3 separate regions of the Mus musculus genome follow, and all the other regions are linked to region 1. A link is a contact called in public HiChIP or PLAC-seq data. All regions are on one chromosome and are shown on one strand. The core of a region is the stretch at or near the end of the contact, and the rest is flanking DNA. Distances in the headings are between cores, read along the strand shown.

The links. HiChIP or PLAC-seq counts read pairs in DNA pulled down with a chosen protein or histone mark.
Region 2: a contact with region 1 is called in an H3K4me3 HiChIP or PLAC-seq map of embryonic stem cells, with 7 times the contacts expected there. The contact joins the enhancer-like site here to the promoter of Msantd4 in region 1. A contact is called at or near these places in 10 of 39 promoter capture datasets (the C10 cell line, the HPC-7 cell line, cranial neural crest and 7 more), 12 of 115 datasets of contacts at active chromatin or transcription factors (the 230-238 cell line, astrocytes, embryonic stem cells and 3 more) and 2 of 9 other capture datasets (adipose tissue and embryonic stem cells).
Region 3: an H3K27ac HiChIP or PLAC-seq map of the NIH/3T3 cell line shows a contact between it and region 1, with 8 times the contacts expected there. The contact joins the promoter of Casp4 here to the promoter of Msantd4 in region 1. A contact is called at or near these places in 2 of 39 promoter capture datasets (the 3T3-L1 cell line and pre-B cells), 1 of 484 Hi-C or Micro-C datasets (B cells), 3 of 115 datasets of contacts at active chromatin or transcription factors (the NIH/3T3 cell line, fibro-adipogenic progenitors and microglia) and 3 of 9 other capture datasets (adipose tissue, liver and macrophages).

Annotation. Positions count from the first base shown.
Region 1 is chr9:4,373,856-4,378,872 of GRCm38.p6, forward strand. Msantd4 (Myb/SANT-like DNA-binding domain containing 4 with coiled-coils) reads left to right here and starts at 2,697. Exons shown (of 3, transcript NM_145609.2): 1 at 2,697-2,768.
Region 2 is chr9:3,437,023-3,442,039 of GRCm38.p6, forward strand. It overlaps Cwf19l2 (CWF19-like 2, cell cycle control (S. pombe)), which reads left to right. Exons shown (of 18, transcript NM_027545.2): 9 at 4,033-4,123. Among named protein-coding and RNA genes, the nearest start is that of Cwf19l2, 35 kb to the left of the region's middle. Within about 2 kb of position 2,714, at least 12 of the 459 cell types and tissues checked have an H3K27ac peak or open chromatin away from gene starts, as enhancers often do. A contact at or near this core is called in embryonic stem cells and stem cell-derived epiblast-like cells, where this site is marked.
Region 3 is chr9:5,306,278-5,311,294 of GRCm38.p6, forward strand. It overlaps Casp4 (caspase 4, apoptosis-related cysteine peptidase), which reads left to right and starts at 2,572. Exons shown (of 9, transcript NM_007609.3): 1 at 2,572-2,637. The coding sequence starts at 2,631. Casp1 (caspase 1) reads left to right here. Exons shown (of 10, transcript NM_009807.2): 9 at 393-496; 10 at 906-1,004. The coding sequence ends at 491.

The sequences.
Region 1 (5,017 bases), core at 1,447-3,946:
TTATAGGAGCCCTAACCCCACTTAAGAAGATTTCACTCTCAGGACAGAATTTTATCTCCAAAGGCCTCATTTCCAAACACCTAGGATTAAGATTTCACAGTATAAATATGGAAGGGGCCAAATGGTCTACAACAAACAAGGTAATATGCCAAGCAGGAGAAAGACATGTTCAGGTCTTTGAGGAGATAGATCAAAACACACAGTGCTTTTCTCCCCGACTTTTGTGTCTCTGTGTTGTCTTTTTAGAGGGGGAAAATTCAGCATTTAGTTCTATGGTTGAGAAATCAAAGAACCATGTGATCAATCATGTCTCTTTCCCTCAAGAAGTGTTAACAGTTAAGTTGACAAAGGTGAGCTTCCTAGGTAACCGTGAGACCTTGCTAATATCTGTATTTTGTGTGCTGATCACAGTCTCTTTTACTTCTTAAAAACAAAGAACTAGGGTAAAGTACAAATAAGTAACTTAACTTACAGATATAGAATTGCTAAGACTTGCATAGAAATTGGTAAAGAACTGTAGTAAAGGCAATGAATGTCAAAGATAATCCAGAATTTGCTAACCTGCTAAACATTCACTCACTGCAGTGAATTTGGGGGTTGGGACTTTTATTCCTGCTCTACAGAATAGAAGTTTCTAGTGATTATAGTGCTACTGAAATAGGAGGATTGTAAAGTTCCTGGATAGCTTGCTCTACATAAAGGGGATTTTGCTTCAAATATTCCAAAAACCAAAGTGTCTGTATCTCTTACAAAATGGCAAAAATCATTTTTTTTCTCTTTAGGCAAAATTATAATAAAAATCTTAAAACTGTTCATTGATCTTCAAAGATCATAGTTCATAAATACTTCATAGTTTGTGCAATTATTTTTCTAGAAATAAACATTAAAGATTTGTTACAACCAGTACCCCCAGAGCTCCCAGGGACGTCACCGAAAGAGTACACATGGAGGAACCCATGACTCAAGCTGCATATGTAGCAGAGGATGGCCTAGTTGGTCATCAGTGGGAGGAGAGGCCCTTGGCCCTGTGAAGGTTCTATGCCTCAGTGTAGAGGAATGCCAGAGCCAGGAAGTAGGAGTGGGTGGGTTGGTGAGCAGGGGCAGGGGGGAAGGGATAGGAAGTTTTCAGAGGGGAAACCAGGAAAGGGGATAACATTTGAAATTCAAATAAAGAAGATACCTAATTTTAAAAAAGACTATTATATGAAAAAATAAAGACTTGTTATATACACACAACATTTTGTCATGCTTTTACATCTTTTTATAAAATGTCTATTACATGCTAGAAGCTTTGCTACGCAAAAAAAAAAAAAAAAAAAAAGAGCTATAATGGGGAAAATATAGGTTGTGGTTGATCTCACTTGAGCATGATTGTCAGAGTCAACAAATAAAAAATGTGGAATGTCACCCTGAAATTGTTATTCAAATTTAGCTTGCCATCCTTCCCATCTGGCAAACTTATATTGGAGAGATAAATTGAAGTAGCTGCGAAGTAACTGCATAGGAAAGGTTACTTTAGAAAATAATTTCTCGGGCAGTGGTGGCACACGCCTTTAATCCCAGCACTTGGGAAGCAGAGGCAGGCAGATTTCTGAGTTCGAGGCCAGCCTGGTCTGCAGAGCGAGTTCCAGGACAGCCGGAGCTACCTGTCTCAAAAAAACAAAACAAAACAAAACAAAAAGACAAAAACAACAACAACAACAACAAAAAACAAAAACCAAACAAACAAGAAAGAAAGAGAGAAGAGAAGAGAGAAGAGAGAAAAGAAAAGAAAAAAGAATTTCCAAAATGAATTCTGATCCTGGGAAAGCCTTACAGGGTGGAAACACAGCAAGGCAAAGGCAGTCCCTAAGACACTAAAGAGTTCAAAAGAACAGTGGAGAGCTGGGGGAAGCAAAAAGGGAGACCATGTTAAAAAAAGCCTGAGAGAAAAGCAGGATTAGGATTTTAAAAGCCTAAAGAGAATTTCCTAATTTGCATATTAGGAATAATTTCCCCCGAGAAACTGTAGGCGTCTCAATTTGACTCTAATTTGAAGAGTGGGCTGTGAGAGGATGGGTATTAGTAATTTTCAGGGAGAACTGGACATTCCTGAAACGGAGGAAGTGGGAAACCAGGTTCACTGACAATGCCAAAGGAGACATCAGCCCGTAGGGCTCTGAAGGATCAGAGGGAGGAGATGGAGAACACTGGAGAAACCGTCCACAAGCCAAATGTTCCATTTTAGGTTAAGAGTACAAAACGAGTCTTTGATTTGAAAACTGCAAAGGCAACGTCAGAGGTTGAGGTCCACGGAGACCGCAGCTAGGTGAATAGGAGAGGAGGACCCAAGGGTTTCCATTTTTCCTTGGCCTTATCGAAGATCAAGGACAGGAGCGGAGTTTGGAGATTGAAAGGCCAGTCTCCATCGGGCGGAGCAGCGAGGCAAGACTGTCTCTAGGGACCAATCCTTTGCTAGAGGACGCTTGATTGACAGGGTCACGTGGCAAAAAGTGAGCGCTGAACGGGAGGCGAATCACTTCGGGGCGTTGTCCAGGGCACTAACCCGGAACCGGTTTGGGACTCGATTCCCATTGTGAGGCCTGGCCTGAGGCGGGCTCTAAGGCAGAGTGGCAATTCCCCCTGGACAAATGGATTAGCTGCAACCCATGAGCAACAGCCATCTCAGCCAATCGGAGCAGGCAGAAGTTGGTGGGCGGGGACTCCATGAAGCATCTCTTTTCCAGCACCCTCAGGGGCGATCCGACAGAGGTGCCCCGGGGTCGCAGGTGAGTGTTGGGTTGCAGCGGAGCAACGGGGACTGGGGAGCTCGAGGGAGCAGAGGAGACTTGGCAGGGTGGGTCTCTGTGGGGTGTCGCCTCGGTGAGCTTTGGTTTTGACATTGAAGAGCGCAGGATCCCGAGGCTGTGGAGTAAAGTCCCACTCATAATTGTCACCTGACTCGGGAGAAGCTCTGGGCCTCTGCAGAAGTGAGGGAAACCTAGGTAGGGCTATTGCTGACCATTCGGAAAGCAATAATAACCCTCCAAGTTGCCTGGACTCTAGTTGGGCGCTGCACCACCTTGACCCCTCCCCCACCGAAAACTCCAGGCTGTGGGATCCATCGTCCCAGAGGCCTCAACTGCACCTTCCCAACGTTACTTCGTAGCGGGAGACCCTTAAGCAAACTTCAGTTGTGTTTATCACCTCAAGTTTTAAAGGAAGGAAAATAATTACCCTGTAATAATATTGAGGAAAGGGAAGTCACTCTTGAAATAAGATTGGAGTGAGACAGGGGTGGAGGGAAGTTTGTAGATTTGGAATGCTTTTCTTCTTAACTACTTAGTGACTCCCTCTCTCCCCCGCCCCCCCCCAAACCTACCCTCTTTCCCTCCCTTCTTTCTTCCTTCCTTCCTTCCTTTCTTTTTTCCTTTCTTTCTTTCTCTCTCTCTCTCTTTCTTTCTTTCTTTCTTTCTTTCTTTCTTTCTTTCTTTCTTTAATTTAGATGTTATTGCCAGTTTTTTTTTTCCAGATCTTTTAGTTCTATGTTAGACAAAAACCTAGAAAGTCCATTCAGTCGTTACAGAGGAAATACCTAGTTTTATCTTACAGTACATCATTGGTAGTTATGTGAGTGCACTGCACAACATTTCTGTTTCTGAACAGTAAAGAATAATTGTGGAAGCCCTCCACAAGTTGGAGGGTTATTTATTCTTCCTTTCCCAATGGTCAGGAAGTTCAGGAAAACAGCTGCTGTCTGTGGTTCGAACACTGGGACCTGAGATTTAGTGACTGACTGTCAAGTTCCTTACTGTAAGAACAGGATGAAAACAATAAAGAGGGGGACGTGTTGGGCATCAAAAATAGTGTAATTGTACATTTTATGACCGGTTCTATCCCTAGCACCAGGAATGGTGCCCCAAATGTAGGAGCTGAGTAAATACCTTTGATGAACTTATTTGGGAGTCTGTTAGAGAAAATCCAAACCTCTCATACACAGCATCAAGGTACTAGGAATGGTACAAAAAGACAGACATATTCATAATCTGCTAGTTTTTGCTTTTGTAAACGCAGCTAACAGATTTTATCTCTGACTGCACTGATGCTCAAATGTTCTTTAACTCAATACTGTCAAGGCTTCAGGTAAAGTCTTTCTCTGGATTAAGTGAAGACTGACCAGAATAAGGGTCCTCTAGAGTAACAGAACTTTTAGAAAGTATGTATGTATGTGTGTATGTATATATATGTATATATATATACATACATATATATGAATGACTTACCAGCTGCAGTCTAATCCAACAGTGGCTGCTAATCCAACAGTGGCTGGCTATAAATGGAGAGTCCAAGAGTCTAGTTCAATTTATGAGGCTGGATGTCTCAGCTGGTCATTAGCATAATCTGGAATCCCAGAGAATTAGGCTCTAATGATAATGAAGGAATGGACTAGTGAGGTGAGAACAAGCAGGCCAAGAGCATAAGTGTCCTTCTTCTGTGTCTCTACATGGGGTTCACCAGAAGATGCGGCCCAGGTTAGAGGTGGATTTTTCCAGCTCAAATGACCTGGATCAAAGGTGTATCTTTCTACCTTAAAGATCTGGATTAGAAATAGATTTTCCTACATGAAATTAAGCAAAAATCACTCAGAGATGAACCCTCCATTTTTTGTGTAATTCCAAGTTGACAAACAAGGATAGCCATCATCATAGGGTTCTAATATCAAGTCCATTGAGGTTAAAAATGCAGTGAAGTGTATTTTATAAATGATAGTTCATTAGTTCAGCATAGTTCAGTTGAAGACAAAGGGATGCCACTTTGTAAACTCCAAGTATAGACAAAAGAACTGTGGGGATGGGCAGGGAAGGCTATGCAGTTGGTAAGAACTACTGAGGAGTTAAAGACACAAAGATCCTGGTTGGTTAAAACACCTCCTATTTTTTGCCATATAGTGGTGCTGTTAGACCAGTCCAGTGAGTTAACTGATCTTGAATTTTGAGAGCAGCAAAATCTGATGGTGTATGCTGTACAAGATTCTATT
Region 2 (5,017 bases), core at 1,464-3,963, 940 kb before region 1:
TTAGAATATCTAGTAATGATTTCACTTTTGTTTCCTTGTTGATAGTCCATATTTTTGTTTTCTTCATCTGCTTTATTGATTGCACTCAAAAAGCAACTTTGGTTTTATTGAAGTTTTCTATGATTTGATTTTTATTTCTGCTTTTTAATTTTTTCTTATATTCTGACTACTTTTGATTTGATTTTTTTTAACTTTTTTTGATTAAAGGTGTTACCTGATATCTGTTGTTTCCAAATAAGTAATGAATTCTCTGCTTTCTACAAAGACAAACCCTAGAAGATCCCTACAAGTTGAGATACATTGAGTTTACACTTTTATTCAGTTCAAAATTTTCTCTTCTCTCTTTGCTTGATGATGGCTGCAGAGGGTCCAGGTAGCTGAAAGCCATCTAACAGTGCTTGTTATTGAGCTCCTATTTAATATCAGAAAACCTTTTTCGGACAACCTGGTTTCTTAGACTTCCTATGAAAACCAATTTTATGGCTCACAGAGTATGGTCTATTTTGGCAAACAGTTATATATATATACACATATATATGTGTGTGTGTGTGTGTATTTGTTTGTTTTATTCTTCTTGAACTAATGGATGTTGAGTGGTGTGTTCTGTAAGTTGTCAGTAGCTCACTTAGTTGTTATTCATCTTCCATATTCTTGCTAATTTCCTGTTTACCTTCTATAGTGTTTAGAAATACTGAAATGCATAGTTTTATTGTGGAGTAGTCTGTTGAAATACTATCAGTTTTTGCTTTGTGAAGCTTCCTTATTAGGTACATGTATGTAGAGATTCTTGTGTTCTTTGATAGCTTAGTCCATTTTTCTTATAAAATAACCCTCTTTGTCCAGGGTACAACATCTTTTGTTATATAGTAATTTATCTCATATTAACATAGATACATCAACTTTCCTTTGACTAATATTGACACAGTGTATCTTTCATTCTTTTACATATATCACATTTATATATTTATAGAACTTCTTTGTTAATTGAAAATGTCCATAAGTAATACCTGCCTTTTACTACAGTTTTTTTAGTAATCCAATCTTTTAAAAATATTACTCAGTGTCAGTTTTTTTAATATCTGGGTTGTAGTTTTCCTGAGTAGAAGTACCTTTCGAGACAAGGTTTTGTATTGACAGAGGCCACCCTGTCCTTGAATACTCTATCCTCCTAGCCTCCTGTGTACAGATGTGAACCACCAAGCCTGACTATAAGACTAAAATATCTTTTTAATATCTTTGTTATTTCTTTATGAATATATGGGATGCATTTGTACTAATAACTAAATATGATTGTTTTTTTCTATCTGTCAGTTCTGATGGCTTTTGATTTTGATAAGGGTTTTCTCTTGATTATGAGTTTTCTCTTAATTACTTTTCTACTTACTTGCATATCTGATATTTGGGTGCTAGATGTTATGATATTTACTTGATGAGTGCTGCATTTTCTCCCCATTGTTTATTGATATGAATCATGGTATGAATTGATCAGTTTCATAAGAACATTTTGAGTCAAATGTGTCATGTATTTATTTTTGTTTTTTGTTCTGAAATGTTGAAAGTCATTTATTACTTAATTTTAACATTTCTGATTTGGGTTCTGAGCAGTATTTTACTGTATGGGGTATTATTTCCTAAGCATTTTACCCAATATTTTCTTACTTATGCAATTATGATTTATGGCTAATGGGACAATTTTTTTGTTTGTTTGTTTTGCGGGGGGGGGATTGTTTGTTTGTTTTTCGAGACAGGGTTTCTCTTTATAGCCCTGGCTGTCCTGGAACTCACTTTGTAGACCAGGCTGGCCTCGAACTCAGAAATCTGCCTGCCTCTGCCTCCCGAGTGCTGGGATTAAAGGCGTGCGCCACCACGCCCGGCTCGGGACAAATTATTGTGTAGACAATATTACCAGAATACCTCAGAACATTTCTTTAATTAACTGTAAATTTGTTTTTCTTTTTATAAGTATTGCCTTGACGAATATTCCAGGGCAGCCCTGAGGGACTCTCTCATCATATGCGTTCTTTTCTTTAGCACTCTGTACCAAGATCTTTGGATTTGTAGGACTGTTACTATTCTTTGCTTTAGACTCCTTCTGGCTCTTGCAAGGTCCCCCCCTCCCCTTGTGTTTTGTAGCTTTGACTCTTAAGTAGGTTATCTGTTGTTGGCTGAAATTTTTTCTTACATGAGGCTTTTTCTGAGATTTGCACATGATCTCAATTTTAAATTATGCCATAGACCAGCCCCAGTCGGCCTCTCTCAATCTGTGGAAAATTAGGGTTCCGGACAGGTGGGCATGGAGTTGGCGATGAAAAGAGTGACAAACAGACATGGACACAGAGAGAGTGTGTATCTGAATGTATTTTCTCAAAGCCAGCACCAGTCTTATAATACAGAAGACAAACAAGAAAGCTAGGCGAATACATTCATCAAGGTACACTGATTCTTAACACAAAACAAAGAAAATGCATACATAAAAAGATAGTGGGAGCCAGGCCTTGTTTACAACTGAGAATAGGAACAACCCTTAATTAAGATCAGCTAAACACAGGAGCCAGGTGAATGCTCTGATACAATGCTAGTCTATTGTTAAACCCACCACCAGAGGTCCTTTAGTAAATACCTGATTATGCTATTCCTCTGGGCCTAGTGAAAAACCTGATCCAGGGGAATTCAGTTCTACTAACCCTTTCATGGGTAATACTACAACCCACCTATTTCCTAGGCCATTGTGTTTTCTTGTGTATGGGAGTGACTCGCCTATTGTCCTAAGTAATTACTATGCAGACTAGCCCTGAGCTTTTCTAGCTCTGTTCTTTGTAATGCCTAATTAGTTTCACTGTCTCTACTAGAAGTAAATTTGAGTGTTACTGAGTAGATAACATTTTTCCTGAATTCCAAGCTCATGGCCGGCTTCAAGGACTTCCTAGGACATTGGAACACTGGCAAAGGCTTAGCTATATATCAAAATCAATCCCTAAAGGCACTTATAATAAAACAATACTGAAAGAGAGCACACGGATCTATACACCAGACTAACATGGGGACAGGTTTTGGGTGTACGTGCTATGGGAATGCCAGGGTTCAAGGAGGCTAAGTTTCCATGAAACACTGCCTCTGGACTGCTTCCAGGTTTCTAAACCTGTCACGCAGACTTCACTGGAGTGGATGTAGCAAAATTACTTTGGTTTTTAATTAATCGTGGGCCAGTTTTATAAGAGAATGCACAATTGTTGCTTTTACTTTTGGACTGCAACTAAATATTCTCAAGATTATAGCTCTAAGATGATCAATAACTTGTCATATGGAATACAGAATTTCTCAAGTTTAGAAAATTGTAGTGTGGTATTAGTGCTTTTGTTTCCTTTTTTTTTTTTTTTTTGTTTTTTTTGAGACAGAGTTTCTCTGTGTAGCCCTGGCTGTCCTGGAACTCAAACTCAGAAATCCACCTGCCTCTGCCTCCCAAATGCTAAGTTTAAAGGTGTGCACCACCACTGCCTGGCTGTTTTATTTCTTTCTTATAGTGTGTATAGATTCCGTTTGTTTATTTCTGCAACAGGGTCTCTAAATATGGCCCAGATTGGCCTCTTCACCATGTAGTTCAAACAGGCTTCTATCTCATGACAGCTGCTAAATTTGGTCTCCTGAGGTGTGTACTACTACACTGGTTGAATATTCAAAAATGCCATTTTTAAATACTAGTATATAATAATATTATTAATATAATATAAAACATTAACATATAATAGCAATATATATAATTTATATATTTATTTTAAAATTATCGGGACTCTTTTCAGTTATTATTGTAACAGTATTATATTGACCATTTTTTGAGTTCTTTTTTTTTTTTTTCATTTTTTGAGTTCTTAACAGAATGTTGAAGTGTAGTTCACCCTAGAATGCTGATTTTAAATTTTTTGTGTTAGAACTGTGACCTACTATTAGTGCTGAATGTTTTGCTGAAGTGAGTTAAGCTAATGCATGAGGTTGCTTTATGACTTATGCTTGTCCCCTGTCCTGTTTCTCCTTCAGTCCAGAGGCAGAGTCCACCTATATCTTAAATGTTGATGAAAAGAACAAGTTGGGGGCCAAGATTATCAAGGCAGAAATGATGGGGAATATGGTAAGACCCCATGTGTTTTCACTTGGAGAAGAGTGTAATGTTTAATTATCACAGATTATTTAGAACAATCAGTCATTTAGTCTGTGGCATGCTTTGAAGATAATTACTGTTTCTTAATTTCTTAAAGAAATTCTTGAGAATTTCTAGAAATACTACTCTTACAGTTCCTCTTACAGAGAAATATATGTGCTGTCTCCCCTTTATTAGATTTCTGAAATCTATGAAAAAAAATGGTATTTTAAAGCACTTTTCTATTTTGGGACATAGTTGTAGGAATTAAAGGTGTCTTTGTTTTATTTCCATTTTAACTTATTAGGAATGCTTATTTTCTTTTTGTAAAAATTTAATATTCTTTAAAAATTTTTATTAATGTCTGTATATGGGTCTGTGTATATTCATTTACATTGGGATGCCCATGGAGGCCAGAAAAATGTATTGGATCCCTAAGATATGTGGGGGTATAGGTAGTTGTGAGCCACCCGAAGTATGTGCTGGGAATTGAACTCTTGTCGTCTGTAAGAGCAGCAAATGCTTTTAATCACTGAGCTTTGTGCAGTCCAACAGTGCTTATTACTTTCTTAAAATGAAAACCTAAAATCCTGTCACCAAAGCTGATGACCTGAGGTTTATGTGACCCACATACTGAAAGGAAGAGAACTTATTACTGCAAGTTGTCCTCTCATCTCTATACACATGCTCTGATGCATCACACCAATAAATTACAAATGTTTTAAAAAGAGCCTAAATAATGATTATGAGTGGAAGACCAATTTGTCTCAAGTTAAAGAGAAACAGGAGTGATTTGTTAGGAACTACTCACTCAACCATGTATTTATGGTGATATGCCCATTATACTAATTTGTGTTAACTTAGATATGGCAGAGTAGCAAAGCT
Region 3 (5,017 bases), core at 1,322-3,821, 930 kb after region 1:
AAACTGCTTCTAATGGTAAAGTTCATATTGTCATTTTTATAAAAAGAATATTTATTTATTTATTTATTTATTTATTGGTTAGTCAACAATCCATACATGGTGTCAATGTTTTATAATCAGAAACCTTAAGAAATAATCATATATATTAATATATATCTTTACCTTGGTAGAATATGGAGCAGATTCTAATATCCCTGGGCCCATCATATTTGTCAGCTACAGAAAGAAAGTTTAATAATCTGGCAAATATTCTCATAACTTTTGTTTTTATAAGTGCCATGAGTTATTGTTTCATTGTTTATTGTCATGCTAGTCAATGCAGTCTTTGTCCATCTTGATTCGAGATCCTACTCTCTGAAAATTATGGCTATAAACCTTCCTTTTACTTCTAGGTTCGATTTTCATTTGAACAACCAGAATTTAGGCTACAGATGCCCACTGCTGATAGGGTGACCCTGACAAAACGTTTCTACCTCTTCCCGGGACATTAAACGAAGTATGTCATACCAATGCCTTTGTACACTTGTGTGTGTATACGTGTGTGTGTGTGTGTGTGTGTGTGTGTGCAGTAGGGGGAGGTTGGATGAAGACCACTGAAGTATAGTAAACAACTGATCCTGATCCAAGTTTCTACATTTGGTATATTATATAGAGAAATCAGGAACAGACTGAAGGGACTGCTTGTTTTCTTAATATTCTCAGATTTTGTGGTTGGTCCTATCTCAGGTTGGCTGCTATGAGACAAAATTTTAAGAGGCTCTATATGTCTATATTTTATCTTAGTAAGATAAACACTTACACATGCCTTGGGCTCTTCTCTGTTGTGAGTGTATATACCAGCATTACAGTGTTGTGCACTGATCTCAGAAGAATGCTTATGTTTTTGTAATTTCTCTTTCTCATAGGAATCCAGTTCATTCTTATGTACCTATGCTGAGAATCGTGCCAATAAGAAGCCAATACTTCCTTAGATGATGCAATAAATATTAAAATAAAACAAAACAGAAAGGCTATCCTGTTTGTTGTTTCTGTTGCGACCTTATTTTCCTTTATTTGACTTGACTTTCAGACAGAACACAAGAAGAGTAACTCATGTCTTTATTATTGTATTTATTTGTAAAAATTTTACACATGTGTAAAATGCATTCTGATTACTATAACCTCACACACTCTGTAGTACTCTTCTATTCCTACAATTATTCTCCTCTGTACAATTCCTATTCAAACACCTATATCTTTTTTTGTTTGTTTGTTTTTGAGACCCACTGAGTTTAACCAGAATTCACAGTGTAACCATGGAGTGTCCACTGGAGCCTGGTATACACCAAAGACTGTCTCTCTCCCAGAATCCCTCAGTAGCCAGAGCATCAGCAGAGTTCTTAGACTTGGTTCTTAAATGCAGAACTGGCTGAGTGCCATTATTTCTTTTATAATATCATTTGCTTGTCTTTTCCTACAGTCATATAGACACCACAGGTTTCTGAATTCCAAGAATTTAGTGCTCAGAAGAAGAAACATATAAAATATAACTGGGACCATTATAGCCAAAATAATAAATGGAATCTCAAAATGGAGTGTTTACTTATTACTCTGGAAGCCTGGACCAGAACAAAGCAATTTTTATGTGCTATTATCCTTCATGGATTAAAAAATTCATGGATCAAAGAATATTGACTTAGCCCATGAACCTTAAAATTTCACATTCTGATTGAGACTATAAAACAGTCAGTGCCACCAACAACCAGGGAACAATTACCAGATAAGTATGACACTGAGGAGATGGGCGATAGTGGCATTACTTTATCCATTCTCTCAGCAGTATTTGTTAACTGTAGGAGGAGCTGAAGAAGGACACTTTCACAAGAGCCTTTCTAATCCTTCCTATTTAATCCAACGTTCCCCAAAGACTCAAAGTTGAACACACCACAGCATTTGTCTTTTCCCCTTTCTCTAACCATTCCCCTGACATACCTCTCTCCTCAGATCATGTGATCATGCATTCATTATATTGCACCGTGCAAGTGCCCCTATTTGTTCAAGAGGCTACGAACAGGTAGTAGTAATCATCACTCTCAGTAAAAATTTGTCTTGCACAATTAATGAAATGCACCCAGGGTGGACAAAAGGATTGCTCTGAACTATGTCTAATAAAAACGAAGTCTGTAGAAATATGTATAGAAAGGCTGTAGTACCTTGAATTAGGAAACAATTGCTTAATTTTCCAGTAGAAATGAATATGTTAAATTTCATTGACTTAGAACTGATGTTTTAGAAAGCAGAGGTTGAGTTACTGAGAAGCCAGACTAGAATATAAGCAGCACTGTGTCTTACTGGAGCCCTGAAGAATAGAGAAAATGCAAAGGTAAACAACTTCAATTTTTTTTTTTTCTATTTTTGCAGCCGCTTTAGTTGTGTTTGTTTGTTCCCATGACGAAGTGATAAAATTCAGGAAAAGGGAGGCCAGTTTTATGAGTTACAGGGGATTTCCCCACAGCAGTTGATACTTTCTGAGCAGCTCTTTCAACATCTCCTGGAAGTCCCCGCCTCCCTATGCTAAGGAAATGCCCAGTAACTTTCATTTTACTCTGTCAAGCTGTCTTCACGGTGCGAAAGAACTGAGGCTTTTTCTCATGGCTGGTGAGTCTGGGGGCTCTTCCTGAATAGGGGCTTTGACTTGAGTCCTAGAATTTAGACTTTGCGAAAGCAGAGAATTAAAAAAAAAAAATAGTGGTGACAGAGCAGAGCAGTGGCATAAAAGCCTGATTACTGTACTGCCGGAAAGGACTGTTTATTGGGAGTGTGGACATGCTGAGATATATGTAGCTTTGAGCCACAAAGAACTTCATCTCTCAGTTTCCTTTTTGGAAATCAAAGAGGAGGGTAAAGCCAGAATAACACATTAAAACAACTCTAGAAGTCTGTATGAGCTCTAGGACTCTAGAAGTCTGTAATGAGCTCTAGAACTCTAGAAGTCTGTATGAGCTCTAGGACTCTAGAAGTCTGTAATGAGCTCTAGGACTCTAGAAGTCTGTAATGAGCTCTAGGACTCTAGAAGTCTGTAATGAGCTCTAGAACTCTAGAAGTCTGTAATGAGCTCTAGGACTCTAGAAGTCTGTAATGAGCTCTAGGACTCTAGAAGTCTGTAATGAGCTCTAGGACTGTTACATTTTTCTGAGATGCTGATTGGCACATATTTGAAGTCACCACCTATTTCCCAAGCATAGAGTTACTCTCTTCTTCCATTTTAAATGATTCCATTTTTCTTGCTAGATCTCTGCGTCTGCTAAAATCACCACTGTTGTAACTCATTCATGGACTCCTGTCACAATGTTTTGACTCATGTCTTCCTTTCCAGGTCTTAGCCTTCTGTTCTATCCTTAACATTCCTTTCAAATCATATACCCTTCTTACACTCAGAAGCTGAAAAGGCACAGGACTGAGAAATCACTTGGTATTTTGGTAGCAAGTGTTCAAATGCATCTTATAATATTTTTAGCTTTATTCTTAAAATGTGTACGTGAGGATGAACAAAAAAGTTGTATTTGTCAGCTTAGGTCCAATGTCCTTTGGGCAGAGTAAACTTGTTCTCACATGCAAGACACCGACTTTACCTTATCTCTCTGCAAAAGTCTTTTAAAAACGACAAGCGTCTGATCATTGCCTTTTCTGCTGCTGTTGCCCACATTTGACCAAAGTAACCTGTTTCTAACACCCAGCCCCTCCACCTTGCTGTCTATACCAGATACTTTCAAGAAACTTTCAACCTTGCCAGAACAGATACTAGCTCTACACACTATCTTCTCTGGGACACTGTCTTTTAATGGATGAAAGTTTTAAAACATGATGTTTTCTTGAACATACATCAGTCATTTAAATGATTATAGTGTCTTGTACTTTGTTTGTTTGAATAACTATTTTTACCTCTGCCCTATATACTTTAGTGTACAGAGATTGATGTTCAAAATGATATTCCCAAAACTAAAAAATTAGAATTTAAAATGAGATGTTTAATAAAAATTGCTGACTCAGGGGAAAGATAATCACACCTCAATTTGATATCTTCAATGTGCAATATTTCTTGTTTAGTATGCCAAACCTACCTTGTTTATGTTCTATATACTTCATCACTAGGAGTCCTCACTAGGGTAGTCTTAACTCATAGATTCCAGGAAATTTCCACTACACTAGATTTCCACATCACCCCTGCCTAAATACCCTTTAAATCCAATAATTTCTTCCTGTACCCCCACCCTCCGTTATTCTAGCCCTATACCTAATCCCATTGCCCATTGCCATATACCCATTGCCACCCTCCCCTAGTCCACTTGCAAAATCTATATCCCCTTCCCAAGGAGATCAATGCATCCTCTCTAGGGTCCTCCTTGTTACTTATTCTCTCTGGGTTTGTGGGTTGTAGCTTAATTATCTTTTACTAGACATGCAATATCCACTTATAAGTGAATACATACCATGTTTGTCTTTCTGGGTCTGAGTAGCCTCATTCAGGATGATAATTTCCAGTTCCATCCATTTTTATGCAAATTTCATGATGTTACCATTTTTTAACTGCTGAGAAATGCTTCATTGTGTATATACACAATATTTTCTGTATCCATTCTTTAGTTCAGGGACATCAAGGTTGTTTCCAGTTTCTGACTGTTATGTATAAAGCTGCTATGAGCATAGTTGAGCAAGTGTCCCTATGATAAGATGGAAAGTTCTATAGGTTTATCCTCAAGAGTCATACAGCTAGATATTAGGTAGATCAATTCCCAATTTTCTGAGAAACCACCATATTGATTTTCATATTGACTATATAAACTTATGGCATTATAATTATGCTCATTCTCTTAGACATCAGATGATATCTTACTGTGGCTTTAATATTCATTTCCTGATTATTCAAATTACTGTTTTTGTGTTTCTTTGTACATATATATTGGCTACCTGTGTTTTTCTGTGAATTTGTCTGTTCAGTTCCTGTCTCTATGTTCTTACTCGGTTTTCTTGCTATTAA